Regions from separate parts of the Mus musculus genome. Here all the other regions are linked to region 6. Evidence: chromatin contacts called from public Micro-C and promoter capture Hi-C data. All regions are on one chromosome and are shown on one strand. The core of a region is the stretch at or near the end of the contact, and the rest is flanking DNA. Distances in the headings are between cores, read along the strand shown.

Region 1 (3,304 bases), core at 364-2,863, 1.2 Mb before region 6:
CCAGAAAAAGTCTTGCTCATCTGGCTTTGACCTTACTTACTAGGTATAGTTATGTCTATTAGAGGTATAGCTATGCATATTACTATGAATAGCTATGTACATTAGAAGACAGCTTTGAATTTCTGATCCAACTACCTCCACCCCCACCCCCAGCCAACTGCTGGGATTGCAACCATATACACACCAGCATACGAGACTGATATGCTAGGTGAACCCTCAACCGTCTGACCTTTGTTCCAACCTTAAGGATGCTATCTCAAGTTTCTGTTTGACTCCCACCAACAGCCACAGCTTTAGAGTAATCACATTATGCTCTTAAAATAGCCAATTATTTTTACTTAAGACTTTTTCATACAATATACTTTGATATACTTTTTATTATTTGTTTGTTTGTTTGTTTGCTTGCTTCTGAGGCAGGGTTTTTCTGTGGTCCCAGCTGTCTTGGAGCTGACTGTGTAGGTCAGGCTGGCTTCAAAACTGCCTCTGCTTCCTGAGTGCTGGGATTAAAGAAAGGTGTATGCTACCACATCCAACTTGATATGCTTTTTTAAAGTATGAGACTGGGGCCTGCAAGATGGTTCACTGGGTCAAAACAGTTGGCACCAAGCCTGAAGATCTGAATTCCCTAGCTCTGAGTTCCATCCCTGGAATCCACACGGTGGACAGGAACAACTGACTTCCTTTAGTTTTTCTCTGACCTCCTCATGATCTCTCTCTCTCTCTCTCTCTCTCTCTCTCTCTCACACACACACACACACACGCACACGCACACGCACACGCACACACACACGTAAAAGTAATTTAAAGAATGAGATTGAAAATGGAATGGGGATGTTGGAGGAGGGTGAAGAGAATTTCACGTAAGTGCCGTTTTCCTTTACCCAAGGGTAAATGAGAGTAGCTGCGGGGTGGGGTGCCTGCCTATCCTGGACAAGACCCCTGCCTTCATCCCCAGCACCACAAGAAACAAAGTTGCAACAATAAAACCTCAGGTTTAAACTGGAAGAGGATAGTAGACTATTAGAAACCAAAAGGAGGTGGAGCACCTGAAGTTAGACATGGCAAGCAGGTTGGAAACTGTCCCTCTTCTAGATCTCTGTCCAACAGCTTCAGCCTGGAGTTGTTAGCATAAAACTAAGGGATAAACTGCAAGGTCCAAGAAACCCTCCCTATGAGTTGGGCACCAAGCAGCTGGGATGGAGCACAGAGCACTGAGCACCTAGCACCTAACAGCTGGGGAGCAGAACTTTCTGTTTCATGCACTCCAATATTTGGGACTCTTACTCTGGATACAGGTAGAATCAGGGCTCCAGGAAACCACAATGCCTTTGGCTGGTAGCCCAACAATGTCTCAGTGTCTAACAGAACCAACAAGTCCACTTGAGGGATCTGCGGAGGTGGTAGCTATGGAATTCCAACAGGATGTTAACAACTTTTCCCTGAGGCGACCGCTGCTAGCTTTCTCTCCGCCCCTCGGAGGTGGGAGACCGCTAGTACTGCGCTACAGCTACAGCTCCTATTGGTGGAGGCTCCAAAACTCCTCCGCCCATTTCAGCCCACACGAGGAGCCCTTTGGTTCCAGCAACCATTCAGGGAAGGTCTCTATTGAGCCCAGGCACCAGTCCCCAATCCTCTGCAGTCGGTTTGATGCGCTGGGCAAAGCTGGACTAAGGAGTCTCATCTGGAAAAGAGGGTCCACGAAAAAGGCCAAAAGAAGCGCCAAAAGGAGGCTGCAGTTTGGAAAAGGGACAAGGGTGGCGCGGTTTGGACATCTTTTTGCGTTGCTGGGCGCGCGGAGTGCCTCTCTTGCTTCTCTTGCTTCGCCACCTATCCACAGTTCATGCAACCACGGGCACATCTCCTGCCCCAGAGCCCAAGTCCCTGAATAATGGAAGTTTCTAACCTCTCAGGCGCCACTCCCGGCCTTGCCTTTCCTCCGGGACCCGAGAGCTGCAGTGACAGCCCAAGTTCCGGCAGGAGCATGGGATCCACCCCAGGTGGGCTCATCTTGCCTGGCCGCGAGCCGCCCTTCTCTGCTTTCACCGTGCTTGTGGTGACTCTACTGGTGTTGCTGATCGTTGCCACTTTCTTATGGAATCTGCTAGTTCTGGTGACTATCCTGCGTGTCCGCGCCTTCCACCGCGTGCCACATAACTTGGTGGCCTCGACAGCCGTCTCGGATGTCCTGGTGGCGGCTCTGGTGATGCCTCTGAGCCTGGTGAGCGAGTTGTCCGTTGGGCGACGTTGGCAGCTAGGCAGGAGTCTGTGCCACGTGTGGATCTCCTTCGACGTGTTGTGCTGCACCGCCAGCATCTGGAACGTGGCGGCCATCGCCCTGGATCGCTACTGGACTATCACGCGCCACCTGCAGTACACGCTGCGCACCCGGAGCCGTGCTTCTGCGCTCATGATCGCGATCACCTGGGCACTGTCCGCGCTCATTGCTCTCGCCCCGCTGCTTTTTGGCTGGGGCGAAGCCTATGATGCTCGGCTGCAGCGTTGCCAGGTGAGCCAGGAGCCCTCCTATGCTGTCTTCTCCACCTGCGGAGCCTTCTACCTGCCTCTGGCGGTGGTGCTCTTCGTCTACTGGAAAATATACAAAGCCGCCAAATTTCGATTCGGCCGCAGACGGCGGGCGGTGGTACCGCTTCCTGCCACCACGCAGGTAACAGGGACTCTTTGTGGATTTCTCGGTGTGGATGTGGGGGTGGGGGTAGTGCGGAGGAAGGGTCCTGGAAAGAAATAAAAATAGAAAATGGAAGAGTAGAACGGAGTTTGGACTTTGGTGTGTAAGAGAGGAGAGGAAATGTCGCATCTGGAGCGCGGGAGAAGGCCATCTGCTCTTGAGCTCGTGGGGTGGCTTAGCGCTTGTATTTCTAGAGAACCACCTGCGGGATATGCACCTGTGAAAATTATTTTCTAAACTTGTACATGAGAACTAGCTCTGGAGCCTCCAAACCTCGTGTGTGTGTGTGTGTGTGTGTGTGTGTGAGTGTGTGTGTGTGTGTGTGTGTGTTGTTTTGAGACGGGGTCTCATGAGGCCCAGATTGAACTCCAACTTTTTATGGAAAAGTATAACCTTGGACTTCTAATCCCAGCACTCAGGAGGCAGAAGCAAGTGGATTTCTGAGTTCGAGGCCAGCCTGGTCTACAGAGTGAGTTCCAGGACAGCCAGGGCTATACAGAGAAACCCTGTCTCGAAAAACAAAACAAAACAAAACAAACAAACAAACAAACAAAAAACCCACCGTGGACTTCTAATCCCCTGGCCTCAAGTGGAGGATTACAGGCATGCATTACCAAT
Region 2 (3,013 bases), core at 447-2,946, 1.0 Mb before region 6:
TCTTCTTCTTCTTCTTCTTCTTCTTCTTCTTCTTCTTTTGGTTTTTCGAGACAGGGTTTCTCTGCATAGCCCTGGCTGTCCTGGAACTCATTCTGTAGACCAGACTGGCCTCAAACTCAGAAATCTGCCTCCTCTGCCTCCCGAGTGCTGGGATTAAAGGTGTGTCCCACCACGCCCAGCTTTTACTTTGGTTCCTCTAATTCTCCATCCCCTGTGGCTGTTACAGACTTTCTACCACCTCTTCTGAGGGGCTCCCTGAATACTGAGGGGAGGGATTTGATGGAGACATCCCATTTAGGGCTGAGCATTCAAAGGTCTCTTCCTCTCTGCACATTGTCTGGCTGTGACAATGTTCCCATTTGTTATATTTGTTATATTCCTTATATTTGTTATATTGACATTGTTATGTTTGTTCCCATCTGCTGCAGAAGAAAGCTTCTCTGGTGATGACTGAGTGCAATTGTGCTTTTAATCTGAGGCAAATCTGCTGGTGTTCTCAACAGAGCAGCCGTAGGCATGTTCCTGCTGGCGATTTAGATGGGATCTTTTCCCTACTTGTTGTTTTTGGACTTTGTGTTCTATCCCCAAGGGATATTTACACTACATTTGGCATAAAATTCATACTACAGCTTTATGTTTTATAGTATGAAAAAGAAAGCTTTGGAGATTATTATGATGTAGTTATTTCTTTTGAGCATCACATGGTTATAGTCCTCATAGAGACAAGATTGCTATAGGAACTACAGGGGACCTTGCTCTGCTTCCAGTCTAGACAGGGGAATAAGAAAGACAATAAACATGCAGATAGCTAGAGCATAGTCATGTGCTGAGACTAGCAACATTCACTCATGGTTCATAGGTGGAGGAGAGAGGGTTCCTAGACTTTCATCCAAGATCCTACCCACCACCCTCACCTGTCACCTGGTCTGGGAGAAGCAATAGAGTATATAGGAAGTAAAAGGGAGATGGGGAGAGGAACTCCAGAGATGCTATTGCCATGCGTCATCCCTCCTGCTCCTGTCAGCAGCCTCTGACTCACGGATTCACCAGGAGTGAGCTCATTGGCTCATCAGGCTGGGCTGATACGAAATTGTGTCTGTGGTCTGTTATTCCCCTGCCAGGGGTGAATGTCCCTCACGGAGATTCTTAGCATTAAGAACATCACTAAGAGTACAGACAGCTTTGCACACAAGTCAATAGTGTGTGCGTATGACTGTGTGTGTGTGTGAGTGTGTGAGTGTGTGCATGTGTGTGTGTGTGAGTGTGTGTGAGAGTGAGTGTGTGTGTGTGTGTATGAGTGTGTGTGTGTGCATGTGTGTGAGTCTGAGTCTTAAGGTGGAAGTTTATAAGCCAAGCCTTCCTGATGGTTTTCTCTGCCTGGGTCTTGCATGTGGATGGATACACACTCCCTCAGCTTCATTCTCTGGCTATTTACTGCCTCTACCTCCATTATGGACTCTCCCAATGGGACTGTAAGCCAAAATACGCACTTTTTTACTCCTATAAAGTTACTCTGATCATGGAATTTTATTGCAGTGACAAAAAAAAAAAAAAAAAAAAAGACTGCAGAGCCCTTTCCTGCTATGGCGCCATGCCTTGCCCTGTTGCACTTACTAGACCAGCTTGCTTATATGGTTTCCGAGATAAAGAAAGTTCACCCCAGCTGGTTTTGCAGAACTCCCAACACTCCTGTATCATGGAGGCCGAACCATGACAATGCCTGGCAGAGTCCAAAGACGATGAGTGTTGGTAGCTTCCTCGCATCTGATTTCTAAGTCTGTAAATTCACATCTGAGATAAAAGAAATGCAAGGGCCTAACTCCCGAGCTCTGGGTTTGCTTTCCTCTAGGGTGTGGCTCCAATGCCAGAAGCTGAAGGGCTGAGGAGACTGCTCATCCAGTAGAGGTGCTGGCTGCCGGGCCGGTGGACCGAGCTTGATCCTTGGGACCTAGATGGTAAGTGAGAGCACTGACTCTGACATAATGTCGTTGGACGGTCACACACAGTATGGAACCTCTGCATTCCCCTACAATGAAATCAGTAAATGTTAACTGTTCTTCAGACGTAAGAAGACGAGCCTTAGACGTGATATTTTCATCAGCACGATCTAACGCGAACGATTGAAGGCTGAGACTTGTGCTGGTCATTCTGCTCGCCTCTGCAGCCACACCCAACCAGAAGCAACTCCGAGGAGCAGTGGCAGCAGAAGGGGTGGCAGGGGCAGCAGGGGCAGCAGGGGCAGGAGGGGAAGATGGAGGGGCAGCAAGGGCGGGAGGGGCAGGAGTAGCAGGAGTGGCAGCAGGGGCAGGAGGGGCAGCAAGGGCAGGAGGATCAGGAGGTGCAGGAGGGGCAGGAGGGGCATCAGGGGCTGGAGGGGCAGCAAGGGCAGGAGGGGCAGAAGGGGCAGCAGGGGTGGGAGGGGCATCAGGGGCATCAGGGGCAACAGGGGCAGCAGGAGGGGCAACAAGGGCGGGAGGGGCAGCAGGGGCAGGAGGGGCAGGAGGGGCAGGAGGGGCAGCAGGTGCGGGAGGGACGGGAGGGACAGCAAGGGCAGCAAGGGCGGGAGGGGCAGGAGGGGCAGCAGGGGCAGCAGTTGCGGGAGGGGCAGCAGGGGCAGGAGGGGCAGGAGGGGCAGCAAGGGCAGCAAGGGCGGGAGGGGCAGGAGGGGCAGCAGGGGCAGGAGGGACAGGAGGGGCAGCTGGGGCAGGAGGGACAGGAGGGGCAGCAGGGGCAGGAGGGACAGGAGGGGCAGCTGGGGCAGCAGGGGCAGGAGGGGCAGCAAGGGCAGCAAGGGCGGGAGGGGCAGGAGGGGCAGGAGGGACAGCAGGGGCGGGAGGGGCAGCAGGGGGGCAGCAGGGGCAGGAGGGGCAACAAGGGCGGGAGGGGCAGCAGGGGCAGGAGGGGCAGGAGGGGCAGGAGGGGCAGCAGGTGCGGGAGGGACGGGAGGGACAGCAAGGGCAGCAAGGGCGGGAGGGGCAGGAGGGGCAGCAGGGGCAGCAGTTGCGGGAGGGGC
Region 3 (3,348 bases), core at 265-2,764, 1.1 Mb before region 6:
TGCCAGGCCAATGAGTACTTGTCTCAAAGGAGGTTTTCAGCATTCATGAGGGTGACATGGGAGGCTCTATTCTGACCTCCACACATGCTCACATATGCACTTCATCATACAGAGAGAGACAGACAGAGAGAGAGAGACAGACAGACAGAGATTTTTACATGGCAAAGAAAATCTGAACTATTACAACCCAGACCCCATGAAACTTTACCTAACCCAGGGCCACACATACCCACCCTTCATCACCTGGACACAGAACACTTCGACTCTGTAATGAGTAGGATGAAGATGTAACAGAAGGATTTGTGAGGGGCACGGGGAAGCAAGATCGGCGCAGCTGAATAAGAACGGGCACTAGGCACAGTGTCAAATAGGCACACCACACCTCTGCCAAAGCCTGCCTTCCAGCCTTAGAAAGAGATCCAGGTGCCTTAGAGGTGTTCCCTAATTCTCTCTGGAAACTGGGACTCTTCTCTAAGCTCAGAGCTTTGAGTAAAGCAACTAGGAGGACAACTGGAAATCCCACAGCCAAGCTCTAACGGTAGCCCACCGTTAGAGAGTGGTTGCACTTTTCTTCCCAGCCTACGTGGTAGTCCTGTTCATAGGATCGAATGAGTACTGGCTGAGTACTCGACTAAACCATTTCTGAAAAGGTCCTCCCTCCTTAGAACACGCAGCATGTTCCTGTCCCGACACAGGCACCACAGGAGAGAGTGTCCTCAACTCTGTCATCACCCTGATGTGCGCAGAGCTTCCAAACTTCCTTCACCCTCCCCGGCCCGTGGGACGGGGGGAGGGGCAGGAGGCTACAAGCCGGGTAGGTAGCGTGCCTTCCTGACAAAAGGGAATGAAAGGCTGGCCACATGGGTCCCGCAGAAGGTGTGTGTCCCAAGGTCACCGCCCCCTGCACACCGGGAGCAGGACAGTCCCACCGCTCATCTCGTGACTGCTGAGACTCCTAAGCGCAGCAGCCTTGGCCCGGGGGAAGCCAGTCTCGCAATGTGAGGGGCCTCCAGACAACCCGAGATAGGAATTCCCGGGGACCTCGTGATGTGTGAGGTTGCATCTGGGCCGGGATCTGGATGTTTCCTCTGTCCCCAGAGGACCCAGGAACCCTTAAGTTTGCACCCAGCGACACGATGCACCCTGGCACGCCGGGGGACCAGTCAGCTGCCCCTCCAGGGTACCTAGGGCCCGCCTTGGGACAGACACACCTGAGCAACCATAGACAGTGTCCCCGCCACCCCAGGCTGGTCCCTGCCCGCCGCCCTGGGCTCGGCCCTCTCTCCCCAGCAACCCCAGGGTGTCAGGGACAGAGGTCCTCACCTCCGGGAGTCCCTGGCCCTCTGGCCCCTTGGGTAACCCCATGATCCAGATGCGCTGATGTGGAGCCGGAGAGAGCGGGCCCTACAACCGAACTGTGATCCGGGTGGGGTGCAAAGCGGAAACTTCCTTCACAGGAGCTGACACTACCACAGCAGGTCGGAGAACCGTGGCCCCGCGGAGCATGCGCACTAGTGCTGAAGCGAGGAACCACTGCGCCTGCGCAAGGACAGCCAGCACTGCTGGGCGGGGCTGGATCCCGAGTAACCGATCCTCCCCTCAGAGGAGGTGCTGAACTCAAGATTCCTCCTAAGGTACTTTTTCTTTCTTTTAAAAATGTTTCTCTTTCTTTTTCTTTTTTCTTTTCCTACTTTTTCCTTTCTTTCCTAAGTTTTCTTAAAATGCTTTCTTATTGTTCCTCTTTTTTTCTTTTTTTTTTGTTCCTTGAGACAGTGTCTTAGCCAGCCTGGCTTAGCACTTCCTAAGGATGACTTTGTTCCCCTATAGTTTATAGGAATGCGCCACCATGATCAGTTCCTTTTTTTTTTTTTTTTTTTTTTTTTCGTTTACAAAGTAGCACGTTTCCTTATGGCATTTTCATATATCCTTAGTTTTACTTGAACACCCACCCTCTTTTCTCTACCATCTCCTTGCCGGTCCCTTCCCTTCTTAAATCCTTCTACCTCTAGTATTTCTCCCTTCAACTGTTATATCACCAGAGTTCTTTTAACTATTCCCACTTTCTAGTTTCTTGGCCTTCACGGAGCTTCTTAAAAGCTATTTCCCTGTGTCGTGAGGATCTCTTGCCTTCTGGCTCCCTTTCCTTTCCCTGGGTATCAGATTCTGAGTTTGGTTCTTTCCAAGCCTGGCTTGGACAGCTCCCAGCTCCTGAGTCAGTCCCAGCTAAGACCCAGTTCCAGCCATGTTTAACACACTCTTGTGCCAGCTATTAACATGTGGACCTGGGGACAGAGAACTCAAAAAGAGATCATTACATTTGTTCCTTCCTAGTCTCTGCATTTTATTTCCAGGAAAATTTTGTTTTGGAAAATAATCCTCACCCATCTCATCCTGACACCCTGCATCTTTCTGGGGACATGTTTTGTAAAATGCAGAGTCCGGTGATCACATACGATTAGCTGCTGTACCACTTATGCAATGTGCCCCTTGTCTGTCCCAGAGGATGGCAGCTATACAAAAGGGTTGTCTTTTTCCTGCCAGCCCAGCACCTGCTGCAGAACAGCTTACCAGCCTATTTTCATTTTGTAAGAGATGGAGGCAGAAGTGACATGAAGTCTTCTGCTGTAGGAGAGATCTTTACTGAAGGACGGGTGGAAAACTGGAAAAACATATGCTTCTTGCCATTAAAGAGGTTTTGTGTTTGCTTCCTTTCTTCCTCTTAATATCTCTGATAACTTTTGATTGTTTTTTCTTAGATTTATTATTTTATTTTAGGTGTATGACTGTTGTGCCTGTATGTATGCCTACATACCATGTGCATGCCTCTGGCTCAAAGAAATTCGAGGGTATGAGGTTCCCCTGGTACCTGAATTACAGAAAATTATGAGCTATCTCATAGCCACTGGGAATCAAACCTAGGTCCTCTGTAAGAGCAGTAAGAGCTCTTAACTACCAAGCCATCTCTCCAGCTTCTATGATAGCAATTCTTGGGACCATGACTAGGGCAACTCTTTTTTTTTTGGGGGGTGGGTCTCTGTATAGCCCTGGCTGTCCCAGAACTCACTCTGTAGACCAGGCTGGCCTTGAACTCAGAAATCTGCCTGCCTCTGCCTCCAAGCTTTGGGATTAAAGGCGTGTGCCACCACGCCCGGCCTCTAGGGTAACTCTTATAAAGGAAAGCATTTCATTGGGGCTGGCTTACAGTTTCAGGGGTTTAGTCCACTATCATCATGGCAAGAAGCATGGAAGTATGCAGGCAGACTTGGTCCCAGAGGAGCCAAGAGTTCTACATCTTGATTTGTAGGCAGCAGAAGACTGTGTGCCACACTTCATGTAATTTGAGCATAG
Region 4 (3,196 bases), core at 59-2,558, 1.2 Mb before region 6:
GATTTCTCCTGATGCTAAGCTTTGTCCGGAACAATAAAATGATCTGATGGGTTTCAAAACAGATCTTCCGTTCACTGCAGGAAGCACAAACTGACCCCATCATGCTGGTGGCTTCCAGCACAGGGCAGAACTCCTGACAGTGCAAACATATAGAAGTGTGTATTTCACTCCCCAAGTCCTTTCCTTCCTTCCTCCTGTGGTGGTCTGGTTTGTTTGTGTGTGTGCCCATGTATACGTGGAGGCCAAAGTTGAGGTTATGTATCTTCCATAGTCCCTTTCCACCTTGTTTCTTAAAATAATAGATGTGTATATGTCTGTGTGAGAGAATATGTAGCCATGCCTGTGTGTAGATGAAGGCATCCTCTATTACATCTGTTCCTTTAAGACAGGGTCTCTCCCTGAACCTGGGCCTCATTTTCTCAGCTGGGCTGGAAGCCAGCAGGCTCAGCAATCCTTTTGTCTCCACCCCCTCAGATCCGATGTTGCAGGCACACGAAGGATGCTGGGATCTAAACTACAATCTTTAGGATTGTACTGCTGAGCCATCATCTGAACTGCTGAGCCACCTTCCAGCTCTCTTCACCTTGTTTTGTTTTGTTTTGTTTTGTTTTGTTTTGTTTTAAACAGGGTCCCTCATTGACCCTGGAACTCACCAGTTTGGCTAGACTGGATGGATAATGAACCAGAGAGATCCTCTTGTGTCCACCTCCCCAGCACTCCCCATTACAAGCATATGTCACCATGCCTGAGATTTTCAGATGGGTTCGGGGGATTCAACTCTGGTCCTCATCTTGCCTAGCAAACACATTATTAAATGCATCGCCACATCCAGAGATTTTGGCATCTAGATATGGCCACACCGAGCTTCTGGCGCCTTGCCAGTCATATTTACAATTTTCTGCCCTGGTGCACTGGTTCCTGCTTGTGGCTGCCTGTTCCCCTCAGCCGTGAGTCTCTGGATTCACGGTGTTCTATCTTTTAAACAGCACCTGAGCCTTGTGGCCTCAATTCTCTGATAGAACTGAGAATCGCTTTTTTTTTTCCAGTTCAGCTTATTGCCCTGTTCTGTGACTTTAATTCTGTATCTCCTTTGTTTCAAGGCAAAGGAAGCACCTCCAGAGTCTGAGATGGTGTTCACAGCCCGTCGCCGAGCAACAGTAACCTTCCAGACAAGCGGAGACTCGTGGCGGGAGCAGAAGGAGAAGCGGGCAGCCATGATGGTCGGGATCTTGATTGGCGTGTTTGTGCTTTGTTGGATCCCCTTCTTCCTGACGGAGCTCATCAGCCCGCTCTGTGCCTGCAGCCTGCCACCCATCTGGAAAAGCATATTCCTGTGGCTTGGATATTCCAATTCGTTCTTCAACCCCTTGATTTACACTGCCTTTAATAAGAATTACAACAATGCCTTCAAGAGCCTCTTTACTAAGCAGAGATAAGAAGGGCTGGGGAGAGAAAAGGGAAGACCTGGGAAGAGAAAGGGGACCTGTGATCCTCATTTCACCCGAGACCTTCTCCCCACCACCCACGGCCCGATGATGACACTCCAAAAGTCATACCATTGGGCCTGGAACGTTGAAGAGTTCTCATGGAGGTTGGCAACTGTTTGGCAAACACACCCATGCCTTCTACAGAAGGACGTGACAGACATTATTAGTGAATTGTGCTCCATTTCTGCACTAGGCAGAAACCCTGCCAAACACTTTCAGGATAGATTTTAGGTATTGGTGAGCATTTGTTAGACCTCACATGTGACAAAGTTGATTTGCTTTTCCATTATTTAGTACTGTGTCCTCTCTCAGGAGTTTCCTGAGTCTGTCTCCTTGACACAGCCTTTCCTCTATCCCTTATCCATCAGAGGAGTTTCCCTTTCTTAGCCTCCTATACAACCTCCACAGGACAATGATTCTCAGCTTAGAAGCGGGCCTCACCTGAAGCTTTGATAAAACGTGTTCCACGCAGGTGTCTTCAAGATGGCTCAGTAGGTGAAGGCACCTGCCCCTGAGCCTGGTGGCCTGCTTTTGATGGAGACACACGTAATGGAAGGAAAGGAAAAAAAAAAAAAAAAACTAACTGTTGCAAGTTGTCTCTAACCTCCAGATATGTGCCAACAGTCCTCACCCCCATGTGCACACAAAATAATAAACAAGACATATTTGAAAATAGAAAAAGTGTTCAGTAATTCATACTGACTGGATCAGACTCTCAAAGAGGTTTGGTGGTTTAGTGTTGAAACATCTTCATGTTTTTTCTGTTTTGTTTTTGTTGTTATTTTTTTGCAGATAGGGTCTCCTCTGTAGCCCTGGCTGGGCTGGGACTTATCATGTAGACCAGGCTGGCCTCTAACACACACAGATTCATCTGCCTCTGCCTCCCCAGTGCTGGGATTAAAGGCATGCGCCAACACTGCCCGACTTAGTTTAGCAGTAGTTGTAATTCCTCTCTGGGGTTAATGTAGATTGTCAGCTTGACAGGATTCAGAATCACCATGGAAAGAGGAATTTAACTGAGGGAGTTTCTAGATTAGTTTAACTGAGGTGGGGAAACCCATACTGAGTATGGATGGCGTCATCCCATGGGCTAGGGTCCCTCTTTCTATGCTTCCTGGCAGTGGGTTCAGTATGATCAGACACTTCTAAAGTTCCTACTGCTTTCCTATGGTGCCTTCCCACCATAATAGACTGTAATCCTTGGAGCTGTGAGACAAAATCAACCCTTCCTTCCCAAAGTTGCTTTTGTCAGATGTTTAATCACAGCCTCAAGAAAAATAATGAATGCACTGCAGTTGGAGGAAGCAGAGTTCGGCTTTCACTTGGTAATTCAGCTTATACTTGGTAACGTGCTTTTCTGAGGGAAGTCAGGGCAGAAACCACAGAGGAACATAGCTTACTGGTTCCTCTTTGGCTTATGTTCAGCTAGCTTTATATACAGACCAGAGACACTGGCCTAGGGATGGTGCTACCCATAGTTGGCCAGGCCCTCCCAGGTCAATAGCCTCAGGCCAATCTGAGACAATTCTCTATCTGAAGCTTCCCCTTTCCAGGTGACTCTATGTAAGTGTCAAGTTGGACAATAAAAACTAACAAGAGGAGCTGGCAAGGAAGAGGGTTGGGAGAGACAACACACAGAAAGTTCCAGGTGAAATAGGCACAGCTGCTAGAGGATGCTAATTGCTTAGAGGTACTGTTCCTATCTTCTG
Region 5 (3,299 bases), core at 112-2,611, 1.3 Mb after region 6:
GGGCTCGAAAGAGATGTGACCAACATTCTCAACAGGACACCTCTATTTAAATGGACCGACCTTAGATTATTGTGGGCAAGTTTCTAAGCGTCCTCAGGCATCAGTCACTCCACCTTTAAAAGGAGGATACCCTATGGCAGGCTAAGCAATACAAAGGAACTAGACCTCAGGAAGAAATATAAAGAAGTCCCGCGGGCAGCTTTCTAAGAGCAGAGCCCAGGAGAGGAAGCTGAGTCCCATGGCTTGGGAGGGCACGGCCATTTGCTGCCTGCTTGCTTCTTGGAGTGGACAGTTCTGGACTGTATGGAAAGCCGGGGCTACTTAAGCAAATGCTTTCATGAACAGCCTCATCTACACTTTGGCCTGCAACTTCGGTGAGCCTAATTCTTCCTTCTCCCTCTGATTACTTCCATCTGGCTGCAGCAGCTTCAATGGAGTCTCCGGGATTAAAAAAAAAAGAGAAAAAAAAGAAAAAGAAAAAGAAAAAGAAAGAAAGAAAGAAAGAAAGAAAGAAAGAAAGAAAGAAAGAAAGAAAGAAAGACCCCTCTCACTGCAAAACATAAGCAGCAAGCCTAAGGTTGGCGTCACTTGTCGCCGGCGTGCTCTCAGATGGCGGCGTGAGCGAGCCATGGCGAGGGGCGCCTGGGACCCCGGGCACCTGCACTAGCTGCCCGGGCGACGAGGGCCTGCGTGAATCCAGTCTTGCTTCCCAACCCACGTGTCTTCCTTCTGCTACGGCGCACAGAGGATCCGGGAGTTTTGGGAACAACCAGCGGAGGGCTGAGGGGGTTGGGAAGAAAGGGGGAGTTCAGATATTGAAACCAGCAGTCGCAGCGCCCGAGCTCCGGAGCTCATCTGACTTGAGTTAGCAACCCCCCAACCCGGCGCCTTAGAAAAAGTGTTTGAGACTGGCGTGTGCTCCTGTAGCTGGAACTTTCTGGTAGGGGTGCTTTATTTCCTCCGAACTGGGTTGGAAGAATCTGCGATAGTCCCAGCTCTTCTCCTCCAGAGTGGCGTCTGGGTCGTCACCCCCCACCCCCACTCCCTAACTCCTGGGTTCTCTGGTCCCCCGCTGGAACTTTCCGAAGGGGTGCTTTCCTTGCTGGAGCTGAGGTGGGGGAGAGTCTGTGTTCGCCCGCTGGCAATCCCCCTCCAGGGTGGTGTCCCCCCACCCCCAGCCTCAGAGGCAGGGTGCACGCGGCGGGGCGGGCAAGCTAAGGACGCGACGATCAGGGTTTGCCCAAGCTCAGCGCGCGGGGGCGCTGCGCCATCCCAGAGACGCTGATGGATTGCATGAGTGCCGGCGTTCGCCAGCCGAGGCAGCACGGCTCCGCGGACTTTTTTTCAAACTCCTCTCATCAATGAGACTTCGAGGAGGAGCGGGAGGCGGCGGCGGCGGCTACAGAGGACGCGGAGGAAGGCGAGGAGGAGCCAGAGGAAGGAGCACGGGTCGTGCGTAGCATCGCAGCCGCCCGGAGCTGCTGGCCTGGTGTCCTTAGGGACTGCCCGAGTCCCCCGCCCGCCTTGGTCCCCTCCTCTGCCTGGCCAGCCCCGCCCCGGCAGCCGGAGCCCCCGCACTCGGCAGCCCCACTCCAGCCAAGTTGGGATGGGGCCCTGCAACCACTGCCCGGCGCCCGAGAGGCCACCTGCATGCTAGAGGCAAACTTTTGTCTCCTCGGTAAAGTTGCATTGGCCTTCCCACCCTTCCTTTTTTCTTTTCTTTCTTTCTTTCTTTTTTTTTTTTTCCTCCCCTTACTCTTGGTGGCGAAGCACTTCCTAGCCTGGCCAGCTTCGGCTGAGATGCTGTGGCGGTCTTGGAGTGTCTCTCATCCGTTTACCGGAATCGAGATCGTGACACTGATTTTAGGGGGGCCGGCTAAAGAAGGCAACCCTGATTAGTGCCCTGGTCCAGCAGCGGCAGGGCTTAAGGAGGATCTTGGGGATCAGAACTCGTGGCCGGGGTCGATTTTATTACCACAGCCCTCCACTTGAGGGGAAGTGCTTCTTGTTCTTGGGTTGCTCGGGTAGGCCGGTCTTTGACCGGTGGTACCGCTTGGAGCCTGGAACTGTTTGGGGGCGACGTGGGGGCTGGGGTGCGCCGAAGCTCCCTTAGATGGGCAGCTGGGAGCGCGCCTGTGGGACTGTGCGGTGTGCTGCAACCGCCGCCGGCCACTTGGAAACTTGCAACTCTACTTCTCCGCGCTGCGAGTCCGCGTCCAGGAGCCAGTCTTTTCTTTCTTCCTTCTTTCCCTCTCGTTGAACCCTGTTGCCCCTTCCCTCCGCCGCCAGTCTCTGGACCTCGGTTCTGGCTTCCTTACCTTTCTCTCTTATCCTAGGTCTCCAGATCCCCTTGACTTCCAGAATGGATCCACGCGTAATCCTTCGCCGAGGGATCGGTTCCCCCTACTCCTCGCTTTCATCCTAGCCCCCACTTAACACCCCCCAAGCAATCTCTCAACAAGTATATTTGCTGAGGAATTTGAAAAATCCACTACTGCAACTTGATCTGTGTGTGATGGATGAGGAGCGGCGCGGACAGAGTTGGGCGCCAATCCTATTAAGGGTTTAGAGAGAGGGGAGCGTTTTTTTTCCTCCGGGATTGGGGGTGGGGGGAGGGACCGTGTGCTTGAGTGAGTTCGAGAGGGCTCCCGCCGCGCCGGGAGCTGGAAGTCCACCCAACTGGGCTCCTTTTCAGCCCGGCAGCAATTGCTCTCATTTCCTAGGAAACCTGACTTTTAGAGCTTGAGGACACTAAGGATGGAGCCCTTGCGCTTCACCTCGAGTGACCTGGCTACAGAGACGCAAGGAGTTTGTGGGGATCCCCCAGGGCGCCTCTCCTTCCAGGCTTTGTGTGTGTGTCTGTGTGTGTAACTGTCCTGTGATTCCCAGAGCCGATCCCAGTTGGAGCAGGGGTAGGAGAGACTTCTCTTGGTAGTCTCATCCTTCAGAGACTGGGAAGGGATGGGTTCTGTACCTCTCTGTTCCCCAGCTGGGGCATCCTTCATCTTGCTGTTCGGTGGCCGCACGATGTCCTGGGCCCCTTGCCCCTCCGCCCTCGCTGGGCGTGTAAAGGTTTAATCCCCACAGCTTCAGATAAAGGGAACAGTTGTAAAACGCTCATATGCTGTTTGCAGACGAGGCTCTGGGGGATGTTGGAGAATTTGAAAGTAAACGTTTCCCTCGCAAGCGGCATAAAATAGTGTTTAAACAAATATTGTATTGGCATGCTCCGGGGGCTCGGTGCCAAAAAAGAAAAGTAAATAAACGGTGAAATCCAAAATATACAGCACGGGGGGGAT
Region 6 (3,357 bases), core at 523-3,022:
CCTCTTCCTGAGTCCAAGCCTGGCCTCCCTCGCCCATCCCTTTGCAGGCTCCCTGCCTGCTACTTCAGTGTAAACACTCCCTCCTCGGCTCCAAGTTCTCTTGGTAGCAGAGTCAAGGAAAGGGGGTTTACTTGCCCAGTATGTAAAGGTCCTAGGGGGTCAAGGCCAAGATGAATAAACTGGAGGGAAAGGGATGGCCCACGTGCAATCACAGTGATAAAGACAACTGGGTTTTTCTAGGAGCCCAGCCACTTCAGGCCATGACTCAATCGATTGGGGACTGGAGACCTATTTAGGTGCCAGGGTCACTGTGCACCCGGGGTCCAGTCTCAAACGCCCAGTACATTTATGCAAAGGACAGCATAGTACGCAGGGAAGCTGGGCGATGCATGTGGTCCAGCGCCCACCCGACCCCAGAGTTTGCTGGGGCGCTGGAGAGTGGCAGGAAACAGTATATAGTTCCCTGGGGTTCCGGGCGCCTGTAATGAACGGTCTGCGGACTCTGTTGGGCCGGGAAAGGTAGGGAGGGGTGTGTGGGAGAAAGTCACTGACCTGCCCGTTCTTGCAGAGATCCGCCCACATGCTGGTTCCGTCGCCGCCACGCATGAGAATGTGGTACGTGAAGAAGTAGATGCCCCGCACCTGGCAGCTGAACTTGCCTGTAGTGGGGTCGTAGTGATTGCCAAGATTGGTGACCACGTCGTCGAACTTGAGCACCTCGTAGCCTTCGTGGGGGCTCTTGAGTCCCACGTAGAAGGCGATCTTGGGACCGCTGAAGGCGGCGCTCAGCGCACTGGTCACTTCTCCCTCCGTGTCGCCACCGCCCCCGGTTCCGCCACTCACCACTCCAACGCCACCGGCCGCGCTGGTTGTCAACTGCAGTCCGGGTAGCCCTGGCCTCCCCGAGTCTCCTTTCTCTCCCGGGGGACCCCTGGGCCCAGGAGGCCCTGGCTCTCCAGGAGGACCCCGAGGCCCTGGCTTGCCTGGTCGCCCCGGATCACCCTTTGGTCCCTGGATAAACGGAGGCGGGGGGTTGGCGCTGAGGTCCTGCATAACTTCCAGGGCAGCGGTACTGGGTCCCGGCGGTGGAGCCTTGGCGCCCGCGGGTCCCCCTGCGGGAGCGACGCTGTATGGGTCACAGATCATGCGGCAGGTGCCCAGCATCTCGTAGTGAGCCGCTCCGGGGGGCGCCGCCTGCAGCAGCAGAGGCACCGCGATCAGCAGCCCCAGTGCCATGGCCAAGAGCACGCCGACGGCCGCCAAGCAGGCGCGCCGCCGCCGCTGCCACAGCCGGGAGGCGACCGCCACCAGCTCCTCCTTGCCGCCTGGGGAGGTAATGGTGGAGCGGCGCCGGGTGGCCCCGCTCTATGCGTTCGGACGCCAACTCCGCAGGTCCCCTCCGCGTCCCCGACGTGGAGACCCCTCTCTTAGCCACCCAACTATTTCAACGAGAGGTATCCGGACCTGGGCTCCTGAGGCCACCGCTCTGGAACTGATCTGGAGAGTCGAAGAGCCCGACACGCATGACGAGGGGCTCACAGGACGAGCCCGGCACCCCGGCGGGGACCGGGTAGTGGCGGCTGGGGAATGCTGGGTCTCAGTGCGGCGTCCGGTGTTGGCTCAGCTGCGCTGGTTCCTGCTCTGCTGGGATTGGCGGGGCTTGGCAGGGTTCGGCGGGACGCGGGATCGGCTCTGCCGCACGCTCTGCTCTGTTCTCCCTCTACTAGCTGGTTCCCGGGCGGAGGGGGTACCCAGCTACCCTAACGTAAGATCAGGACTGAGCGGCGGAGGCGGCGAGGCAGCAGCGTGCGCTGCCATCACTCGGGAGACGGCGCTCTCCTGTCATCAGCTCCCATCCCGCGGCGTCCTCCGGAGATGTGCCTGCTGGCGGCGCCCAGGAGCCACAAGTGGGAGCAGCGGGCAGCAGCCCCTAGCTGGGGCTCCACAGACACACCCACTCTTGCCCACTCTCCTCTCGCAGACCACCAAGCTCTGGAACCCACGCGCGCAATCAGTGGGTGCATACAGCACCCACACACGACCACGATGTGGTGCCTGCGAAGTCCTGGCGGGGTCACCAAATCCATTTCCTATCTGGATGAGCCCAGGTCTCAACCCAAGTCCAGGACAGCCTAAGCTTCCAGTTCAAGAACAGAAGCACACACTGTATGTTGCAGCCTTTTCTGTTTTAAAACAGAAAGCGGGGTGGCAGAGGGGGATTCGCATACTACATACAGAAAGTAACCAACTTCCAAATAGAGGAGTAAGAGGAGGGGCACACCTACATCTTATTCAGAAGGCTGAATGGTCTTATATGTCTAGTCAGCTCTTGGAATTCGAACACGTTTAGTAACTGTTGATGAACAATTTTCAAAATAAAAAGAGGAAAGCAGGGCAGTGATGGTGCATGTCTTTAATCCCAGCACTGGGGAGGCAGAGGCAGGCAGATCTTTGAGTACAAGGCCAGCCTGGTCTACAGAGTGAGTTCCAGGATAGCCTGAGCTACACAGAGAAACCCTGTCTTAAGAAGAAAAAAAAGAGAGAAAGAAAAAAGAAAAAGAAAGGAAGAAAAAAACCTCTAAATTAATTAATTGAGCAACTAAGTGGAAACAATAAATAATTAAAGTAAGGCCTCTGGGGAAACAAGATGTCAGTAGTGGTACTGAACCCTTGTTTCTTTTAAAGGTTGTTTTTTTTTTTTTTAATTCATGTACATTGGTATTTTGCCTGCATGTGTGATCGTGTCAGATTCCCAAGAATTGGAGTTTCAGACATTTGTGAGCTGCTATGTGGGTGCTGAGAATTGCATCTAGGTCCTCTAGGAAGAGCAGCCAGTACTCTTAACTCAAGCCCTCTCTCCCCTGCCTCAACTCTAATTTCTTAAAGGCAGATTCCTTCTCCTCCTCCTCCTCCTCCTCAGGGTCTCAATCTCTTCCCCCTTCCTGTTGTTACTTATTTTCTTCTTTAAATTTAGTTTCTTTCGTAAACATCATACAAAATATTAGATGTCATTATAGCATTTTAAAACAACGTGTTTTAGTAAATTCTCCTCCCTTACCTTCACCATTCACACTGAAGGCACAGGGAGCCCTGCTCCAGGCTGGTGAGTGAGTTCCTCTCCAGGAACACCCCAGCTCCCTCTCCCTGCATCCAAATGCATTTGCACCCCTCCTCCAGCTGGGGCACAATTAAAGGAGAATCATCTATGTCCTTCTACTGCTACTAAAGAGGAAACAGAGCCACACACACTGGGCCCCTGCTCCCCCGGGGAGCTGGGAAGGCACCTACCTCAGAGGGGAAGAGCCCCTGGTCTGGGTAGGCTGGATGTCCTGGTGCTGTCTATCACCTACACAAGTG

What was found. Promoter capture Hi-C pulls out the DNA fragments that hold promoters and counts their contacts. A called contact is a pair of places that touch in the nucleus more often than the background predicts.
Region 1: a promoter capture Hi-C map of liver shows a contact between it and region 6, with 4 times the contacts expected there. The contact joins the promoter of Htr5b here to the promoter of C1ql2 in region 6. A contact is called at or near these places in 5 of 39 promoter capture datasets (hippocampal neurons, liver, pre-B cells and 1 more).
Region 2: a contact with region 6 is called in a promoter capture Hi-C map of hippocampal neurons, with 2.2 times the contacts expected there. The contact joins the promoter of 2210011K15Rik here to the promoter of C1ql2 in region 6.
Region 3: a contact with region 6 is called in a promoter capture Hi-C map of hippocampal neurons, with 4 times the contacts expected there. The contact joins the promoter of Ccdc93 here to the promoter of C1ql2 in region 6. A contact is called at or near these places in 1 of 39 promoter capture datasets (hippocampal neurons) and 1 of 115 datasets of contacts at active chromatin or transcription factors (astrocytes).
Region 4: a promoter capture Hi-C map of hippocampal neurons shows a contact between it and region 6, with 3 times the contacts expected there. The contact joins the enhancer-like site here to the promoter of C1ql2 in region 6.
Region 5: a Micro-C map of embryonic stem cells shows a contact between it and region 6, with 7 times the contacts expected there. The contact joins the promoter of Gli2 here to the promoter of C1ql2 in region 6. A contact is called at or near these places in 1 of 39 promoter capture datasets (neutrophils) and 3 of 484 Hi-C or Micro-C datasets (all in embryonic stem cells).

Annotation. Positions count from the first base shown.
Region 1 is chr1:121,526,774-121,530,077 of GRCm38.p6, reverse strand. Htr5b (5-hydroxytryptamine (serotonin) receptor 5B) reads left to right here and starts at 1,613. Exons shown (of 2, transcript NM_010483.3): 1 at 1,613-2,665. The coding sequence starts at 1,889.
Region 2 is chr1:121,358,754-121,361,766 of GRCm38.p6, reverse strand. It overlaps 2210011K15Rik (a long non-coding RNA gene), which reads left to right and starts at 1,696. Exons shown (of 3, transcript XR_003947976.1): 1 at 1,696-1,745; 2 at 1,850-1,955.
Region 3 is chr1:121,429,233-121,432,580 of GRCm38.p6, reverse strand. It overlaps Ccdc93 (coiled-coil domain containing 93), which reads right to left and starts at 1,514. Exons shown (of 24, transcript NM_001025156.2): 1 at 1,324-1,514. The coding sequence starts at 1,365. It overlaps Gm35243 (a long non-coding RNA gene), which reads left to right and starts at 1,513. Exons shown (of 2, transcript XR_387343.4): 1 at 1,513-1,634; 2 at 2,352-3,348.
Region 4 is chr1:121,508,628-121,511,823 of GRCm38.p6, reverse strand. Htr5b (5-hydroxytryptamine (serotonin) receptor 5B) reads left to right here. Exons shown (of 2, transcript NM_010483.3): 2 at 1,101-2,066. The coding sequence ends at 1,436. Among named protein-coding and RNA genes, the nearest start is that of Htr5b, 18 kb to the left of the region's middle. Within about 2 kb of position 1,308, at least 13 of the 459 cell types and tissues checked have an H3K27ac peak or open chromatin away from gene starts, as enhancers often do. A contact at or near this core is called in hippocampal neurons, where this site is marked.
Region 5 is chr1:119,051,681-119,054,979 of GRCm38.p6, reverse strand. It overlaps Gli2 (GLI-Kruppel family member GLI2), which reads left to right and starts at 1,361. Exons shown (of 14, transcript NM_001081125.1): 1 at 1,361-1,678.
Region 6 is chr1:120,338,997-120,342,353 of GRCm38.p6, reverse strand. It overlaps C1ql2 (complement component 1, q subcomponent-like 2), which reads right to left and starts at 1,772. Exons shown (of 2, transcript NM_207233.1): 1 at 553-1,772. The coding sequence starts at 1,236.